Linked DNA regions of Sus scrofa: region 1 is linked to region 2. Evidence: chromatin contacts called from public Hi-C data. All regions are on one chromosome and are shown on one strand. The core of a region is the stretch at or near the end of the contact, and the rest is flanking DNA. Distances in the headings are between cores, read along the strand shown. Region 1 has its middle 44 kb from the start of CLMP. Region 2 overlaps CLMP (CXADR-like membrane protein).

What was found. A called contact is a pair of places that touch in the nucleus more often than the background predicts.
Region 1: a Hi-C map of embryonic fibroblasts shows a contact between it and region 2, with 1.9 times the contacts expected there. The contact joins two enhancer-like sites. A contact is called at or near these places in 2 of 5 promoter capture datasets (fetal skeletal muscle and liver), 24 of 47 Hi-C or Micro-C datasets (adipocytes, adipose tissue, alveolar macrophages and 15 more) and 1 of 2 datasets of contacts at active chromatin or transcription factors (skeletal muscle).

What each region holds. Positions count from the first base shown.
Region 1 is chr9:50,136,354-50,140,303 of Sscrofa11.1, reverse strand. No RefSeq gene overlaps it. Among named protein-coding and RNA genes, the nearest start is that of CLMP, 44 kb to the right of the region's middle. Within about 2 kb of position 1,718, at least 16 of the 83 cell types and tissues checked have an H3K27ac peak or open chromatin away from gene starts, as enhancers often do. A contact at or near this core is called in embryonic fibroblasts, where this site is marked.
Region 2 is chr9:50,034,055-50,038,090 of Sscrofa11.1, reverse strand. The region is part of intron 2 of CLMP (CXADR-like membrane protein); the gene reads left to right. Among named protein-coding and RNA genes, the nearest start is that of HSPA8, 49 kb to the right of the region's middle. Within about 2 kb of position 1,655, at least 10 of the 83 cell types and tissues checked have an H3K27ac peak or open chromatin away from gene starts, as enhancers often do. A contact at or near this core is called in embryonic fibroblasts, where this site is marked.

The DNA of each region.
Region 1 (3,950 bases), core at 469-2,968, 100 kb before region 2:
CAGTATTTCACATTAAGAGTATTTTAGATTCCCAGATTTTAGGAGTTCAGGCTTCTCTTATTTTAGAAGTCTTGCTTTTACATAAGTGTTTCTCACATCGTTGGAGACAAAACCTCACTTGCCTGAGCATACTGGGTAGAGTCAGACGCAACCCTCTGGTACCACCCACGGCTTCCGGTGCCTCCACACGTGAACCCTCCACAGGCATACTTTCCAGTTTAGGAACTTGGAAAATCTTCTAAAAAGTCATCAGTGCTGCCCTGTGCATCTCAGCCTACTGCTTAAAGCCCAAACTCTTATCCAAACATCGAAGTCCTCCAACAGGTGACCTACAGGGAATCTAGCCCCCACCCGCCCTCCTACCGGTATGTCCCGTCGCTCCCTCCATGTCCCAATTAGACCGTCCTAATCTCCTGTTCCACTTACTTGCTTCAATCCCTTTTGACAGTTGCCGTAAAGCTAACAAGTCGTTGTTGATCAGCCGCTGGGCATCAGCCACTATACCCGATGTTTCCACACTTTGGCCGTTCAATCCTCATGATAAGGCCACAAGGTCTTTGTCAAATAAGGAATTTGATTCAGAAACTTGTGGTTTGATGGTAAGTGTTGGGCTGAATGTGATTCTAAAACTCCAGATTTTCTCACTACAAACTGTCTGCCTTCTCTTGATGTATCTTCCTGGCTCAATGTCAAATCCTATGTGTGCCCAGGGCCCAGAACTGATCTGCTCCCTCTGACACCTTCTCCTGGCTCTTTAGAGACACTGCCCTCCTCGGACCTCACAGCTCTTACTGACACTTCAGTACTGTACACAGGGTCTTGAATTTTGTGTGTATTTCATGCGTGTGTGTAGTATTTCTCCAGCTCTCCTGAAAATGCCTTCGTCGTGCATTGCCAGTTGTGTTCACTCAGTGCAGTGCACAAAGTAGGTGCTGAATAACTATCGGTTGAGGAACATGATGCTACTGGATGTGTCTAATACCATGCCTGCTGCGGTCTGTCTCCCACACTTGAACTAATTCGGGAAAACATCTAGCCGGCTTATGAAAAAGCAGACAGATGCTTAACAAACACATGGAGTCTTGTGCAGAGGATAAAGGGAGAGAGTCAAGGTTTGAAAGTCTGAGAGGCTTCACCTATTGACAACGATTATAAAGAACAAAAAGTAAAGAGAGAGTTGTGATTGTAATCAAATGCTAAATGGAGATTCAGGCACCAGCCATGGGGCCATAAAATAGGTCCAGTCCTCCCAGAAAAGTGCCCGGGGAAAAACAACTGTCTCGGAGAACATCCATCGTGCTTACCTACAAACATGAATTTAGCATTGACTCAGTGTTGGCTTGGGAGGTGGGAGAAGCTGCAGACGTCATTATCCTACCGGAGTCCATTTCTACAGAGATCCACCAAGTGAGAGACACCAGCCAATTTACGGGATATTAAAAGCAATAGACACAGTCACCCTGTGAGGAGCATTGGGACTGCCAGAACTGAATCAGTGAATTATTCATGAGGCAGATTCTAATTTTTTACTTTACAAAACCACAGACCCAGCCCATGGCAGAAGCAGCAGTTTTATGCTGCCATTTAAGAGTCTGTCTGAAATTGTACGTGTCTTATTTTAACAATTCCCAAAATGTTACAGCAACAGGGAGTTCAGCCCTTAAGCTGGCTAAAGACCCGCCCCCTCGGCTCTCTTCTCTGTCTCTGTGATCCAGCCCAGCCCACGTCCCCAGGATGAGTCAGGCTAGGAATAGGCTGTCGGGCTCCTTCCCCCCAGCACAGCATATCTTTGGTGGCGAGTTGACTTTCTCAGCTCCAGTGACCTCTGGAGGAGGAATGAATCTCTTCCAGGGACGGAAGCGAAAGCCGAACCAGCTATAGAAGCAAAATGAATTCACCCACAGAGGAGTCCGTTGGCCAGTGATGTATGTTGTTCATTTCCTGTGTGAGAAGGAGCACCAGAGTACAGCATCCATGTGTGAGTAATGAATTAATTAATAAATGAAGTCACAGTTCTCCACAAACTAAGTGCCGGGTTGAGATGCTGAAAAAGGCATCCATAATGGCAGAGCTGCCGTTACTGAGGACTGCTGTGGGCTGACCACTCCTCGTAAGTGCTTGTCCTGAATTATCTCATTTCACCCTCCCAACCCTAACCCTATCCCCACTGTACAGAGAAACAGATTAATTTGCTTGCTTGGCTTGAGGCAAAGGTAGGATTGGAACAGAGGCCTTCTCACTCCATAATTCAAGCTCTTTAACTCATGCTCCACAGTCAGATCTACAAAACATTTAGGACACACACCGAGGAAGGAAATGGCACACTCATTCATGGCCCCTTGAGGGCAGGGATCACACCATGGCTTGGATGGAGTGGGGGCCATCCAGTGGCAGTGCCATGCTGGTGTCACAGTATGAGGAAAGCTATGAAAGCTGTCAGCCTGGCTTCCTTGGGTGGATGAGCAGGGGTTAGATAATGCTTCCTGGGGAAGGCACTGCTTGTCAAATTTTGAAGCACATGTGCAAATTAGAATCGGAAAAGAAGCGTGTGGTAGATTGGTAGCAAAAATGCCCACAATTTTTCACTCCTCCTGCATTCTTGCCCCTTGACCTGGCAGCCCTTCTCATGGGAAAGCAGAGCCTGTTTCTCATACCTTGAATCTTGGGACTTGCTCTGGACAATAAAGTATAGTAGAAGTGATATGGTGCCTGTTCCAAGCCTTGACCTCAAGAAGCCCCACGTGTTTTCTCTCTCTCGTGAACCTTGCTACTGACATGTGAAATACCTGAGCTAGCACCCCCCATGATGACATACCACATGATCCAGTCACGCTTGCCAACCCAGCCAGCAACCCCCCAACCATCTAATATAAAAGTGAATCCATCCTAAACCAGCCAGCTCCCAGCCAACCCACCAGCCGACTGCAGAGACCAGAGCGAGCTCATCAAGGTCAGCCAGGCCAGGCCCAGATAAGCAGAACTGCCCAGCTGACTTCTGGCCTCACAAGCAAAGGGCAAAATTTTATTGTGTTATGTCACTGAGGTTCTGTGGTGGTTTTTTCTACAGCAGGATTATCATAATGGAGGTAGTAGTCTCTTTTACACAACTGAAACCAGTGTGGTGCAGACTGCATTGTAACACTACTACACTTTGCTTGTTTTAGAAGAGAATGGGAGTGCCTGCTGTGTTTCAGTGGGTTAAGAACCTGATGTAGTGTCTGTGAGGATGCAGGTTCCATCCCTAGCGTTACTCCGTGGGCTAAGGATCCGGCGTTGCCACAAGCTGCAGCATAGGTCATCGATGTGGCTTGGATCCAGTATTGCCATGGCTGTGGCATAGACTGGCAGCTGCAGCTTCTGTTCGACCCCTAGCCTGGGAATTTCCATATGCAACAGGTATGGCCCTAAAAAGAAGAGAAAAAAAAAAAAAGAATGCAAGATTCAGTTGGTCCAGGACAGGGTATCTTAAACTTGACACTATTGACATGTACCCAATCATTCCTGCAGAGGCTGCTCTGTGCATTACAGTATATTTACCAGCATCCATGGCCTATACCCACTAGAGGTACCCATTAGCATCTCTAGTTGTGACAATTAAAAAAAAATCTCCAGATATTGCCAAATGGCCCCTAGGGGCCAAAATCGCTCCCAGTTGAGAAAGACTGGTCCAGAAACCAGTGCAGAGAAGTTCAGTTACCAAATAATCCCAAGTCCTCATAATCAGGCAATTTTTTCTACAAGGTGGCTCCAGTTGCAGATCAGGCTCAGGCCTCATGTGAACACAAGTGTCATCTGTGGGAACGTGTGGTCTCAGAGTGGCTGGAGCCAAGTGGAGGGCAACAAAGAGGCTTCTTCGAACTGCTCCAGCTCAGGGGAAAGCATGCTTGGGGCAGGCCAGGGGCTGACTCAGCACAGTGGCCCATACAATGGCCTAAGTTCAAAAGAAAAGA
Region 2 (4,036 bases), core at 406-2,905:
ACTTTATTAATGAATGGATAGATGCTGAATAAATTAATTAATGCTTTCAGATGAGCTTCCTAGAGAATGTGCATGTCCCTCTGAAAAATTAATTAGTTCAGCTTCCGTTTATTATAGGTCTATTTGGTGATAAGCATTGTATAACTACAGATGGGTACCAAAATATCCCTGCCTGAGAAGGCTAATGTCTAGTGGGAGAAAAGATAAGCAAATATACAAGCACAATGAACTAGAAAGACTCTAATAGGTGTCTATCCAGTACTATGGGAAAGGCGATAAAAGAAAGCCAAGCTGTTCAGGCAAAAAGCCACATCCCTGGGCTGCTTCCTTGAAAGAGAGAGAGAGATGTTCCAGGCAGGGCACGTGAAGCTGTGGAGCGTCGCAGCTTCTTGTGGGTGGTGGACAGGAGTGTGTTTTATTAGATACAACCCCCTACCCAGTGCAGAGTCTGGTGTGTGTTCAGTGTAATTGGTGTGTTTAGGAACTAGTTCTCCTGCGGTGGGAGGAGGCAGGTGCAGGAAGCAGGGAGAGTGCAAAGTGGGCTCAGTCCAGATCCTGGAGCACCTTGAACTTCACAAAGGGGTTTCCACCCGATCCTGTAGGCCAGGCTGAGGGCCCTAGAAGTTACGTAGCACAGTGCTTTGCAGACTTTTCCACCCAAGTGCTCCTAGAGGAAGAAGGGCATGCACCTCTGGGGCTTTGGAAAAACAGCCCAGAACAATCTGCCACAAGTGAGCCACTTCTTTAAAGTCTTATTTCAGCTTAAAATGCACATATAGGCGTTCCCGTCATGGCTCAGCCTTTAATGAACCCAATTAGCATCCATGAGGACTCGGGTTCAATCCCTGGCCTTGCTCAGTGGGTTAAGGATCCAGCGTTGCCGTGAGCTGTTGTGTAGGTCACAGATGTAGTTCAGATCTGGTGTTGCTGAGGCTGTGGTGTAGGCCAGGGGCTACAGCTCCAATTTGACCCCTAGCCTGGGAACTTCCATATACTGCGGGTGCAGCCCTAAAAAGACAAAAAAAAAAAAAAAAAAGCACATGAATCTAGTCTTCTATACTAAATATTTTTTAAAATGCAGGGCATTGGAGTTCACACTATGGTGCGGTGGGGTTGGCAGCATCTTGGGAGGGCTGGGACGCAAGTTGGATCCCCAGCCTGGTACAGTGTGTTAAGGATCTGGCGTTTCCACAGCTGTGGCTTAGGTTGCAGCTGCAGCTTGGATCTGATCCCTGGCCTGGAAAACTCCATGTGCCACAGGGCAGCCTAAAAAGAAAAAAGAAAACAAAAAATGTGGGTGTGAGAGGGTTTGGAGGAGTGGAGGTCCCGCTGTGGCATAACAATAGGATCTAGCAGCGGTGTCTCTGGAGGGCTGGGACACAGGTTCTCCCCCTCCCCCCACCTGCTGCCCAGGCAAAGAAAAAAACAGAGGGGTTTTGGGGGGCATAAAATCAGGTCTCCATCTGCTTCTGAATTAATCTCAAAGAATGGTAAGCCAGGTCTGGTGGGAAAACTAGATGAAAACACAGGCTAGTGTTACAACAGCCAAAAGAAAAATCAGAGCTCTTCTCTGAGGGCCACTTTACATAGTATCTCTCCAGAAGCTTCTGTCTCCTGAATGACTCAATTCCTCCTCTCTGTTCCTCTTCTCTTTCCCTTGCAACCCAGCCTTGAGTGGTCACTCCCACTCCAACATCCAGCGCTCTTCCTGCCTCTCTGCCTGGCTCCCCTCTACCTGTCACTCATCCACCCCCCTGAAATGCTGATTCTTTCAGCCCGCAGGGATTACGTCCTGCACTGATTCTCATCATCCATGAGTTGCCATCTCCTCTGAGCTCCTGGGACTTTACAGGATTTGCCAATTTTGTGCTGTCTCATGGTATTCTGATCTTTCACACAACTTATAACTATATTGGGTACTCGGTGAGGGCGGGAATTAGGAATTCCATGTTAATCCTACCCTCGTCTCTTTCACAGAATCCCTGTGACCAGTGGGAACCTAACGTGCTCACACTGTTGGCTCACTGGTTGACACAGGAGTTAGCGGTTAAGGAAATCTGCTTGCGTGTCCCAGGCAGCTCCTGGCAGGGCTCCCCACCAATTTCTCAAGAACAAAAAATCTTCAGATCTCTGCTAGAGTTCTGTAGGGTTCATGCCCCTAGAAGGGTCACAGCTGGAGGCAAACATGATATGCCCAGAAAAGCTGATTCCGGGACGAAGAACCACAGTGGCTTTTAAAGACCACAGAGAAAAATGAAAGCTTTAAACAAATATTTTTCCTATGAAGGCCTCAGTCTCTTGTAGGGTTTCTAAGCTGCAAGCACAGCAAAAGAGATGAGATTGGAGGCCGGAGGGTGCTGGGCTGAACAGGGCTTCATTTATGTTGGGCAGGATGGCTTTGTCCCTAGAGGTGTCTGGACTTCCTTAATGCGTTCTGAAAGCCTGGATTTGTTTTTCCCCAATCCAAACCAAAATAGCTTAAACACAACATGTCTGGTGAGCATGAGGGACGGAAGGAACGAAAAGAAAGACATTGAAAAAAATCCCACACCCTTTTTCTCTATGGGTTCCATAGGTTAACAAAATGCTGATCATTTCCTCATTCCAGATGAGACTTGTTTTCCCACTTTCTGGTACCCTGCTCTCAGACAAGGTCCTATGGGGAAGACAAAAAACATCCTTTCCCCTTTTCTGTGGCTTGCAGCACAGGAGGTTGCAGCAGAAATGCTTTCCAGCAGGGCTGTGACACCCCCCCTCCCCCCCGCCCCCGCCGCTGTTTCGGGAGTTGCCTGAGGACAAGGACACATAATTCTGTTCCCGAAGGATCTTCCTGTGGGGCACACAGTTAGATGGTAATGTCGCAAAGATGACTATCTGTTGAACAGAAGTAGGAGGCTAAAAAGCCACAGGTGTTCCCAAGTTGTTAGCTGTTCTCAAATGTGGAGCAGAGAAAATTGAAGACAAGGGCTGTTCCCTGCCCCCAGTCACTTATTGGTAGGGAGTTGAACACAGGTGTTTTTCTGTTTCCTCCTCAAATGCCATGCAGATGGAAGTAAAGGCATAAAATAGCTGTAAATCCGCCAAGGACAAGAGAATGGGGGAGGAAATAGAGGGGAGAGAGACATGTCGACAGGTATTTGGATGAAGGGACGCAGATGAGGAGAGAACTGACTTACAGGTCCTGGGGGCTGAAACACGCTGCTTCTGGAGGGGAGCCCGCTCTGGAAGGTTCAGGAACTGAAGCTACGTTGGTTCAGGAGAAAACTGAGCTGAGGTATGTTCCTAAAGCTGGGGGATCTGTTTAAAAGGTCTTTTTCACTGTGAGCTGTGGTGTAGGTCAAAGACATGGCTCGGACCTGGCGTCGCTGTGGCTGTGGTGTAGGCCGGTGGCCACTGCTCCATTTTGACCCCTAGACTGGGGACCTCCATATGCTTCAGGTGCAGCCCTAAAAAGCAAAAAAAAAAAAAAGGTATTTTTCTCCTTCTGCCCCCTCAAGAGAGAAGCCCCAAGTCCTCCCTGCTCCCACAGGAGAAGGGAGCTTGGAGAAGCAGATTCACAGACATCAGGCCCAGCAAAGAGCAGAAGGCCAAACTGTAAACACAGAGGTTACCAAAGTCAGGGTCTGGAGGCCTTTTCTCTGAGGCTGTTGGATTTGCATTCTGAACAGGATTCCCAGACCCCTTTCCCCTGCCCCCACCCCGCCGGCCACCCAGCTCACAGATCACTGGCAGCCGTGACCCACCTGCCACTAACAGATGGATGCCTTGAGAATTCTCTGGAGGAAGAGAATAGCTTTAGAGAAAAAGCCACCAGACCCTAACATGTGGGAATCCCTCAATAAAAAAAGCCTCCAGAGAAATCTGTGGTGCAAAAAGCCCTGTGCACTCACAGCTCTTCCACAGAGCTTTTTGGTATCTCTCCAACCTGAGACACTTGAGGAAAGTAAGAAGAAAACAAATAAAGACAGAGACAACAGAAGGAACCCTGTGATCAATATCCTAAGGGGCATAAGGGTAGAAATTGTAGAATGTTATG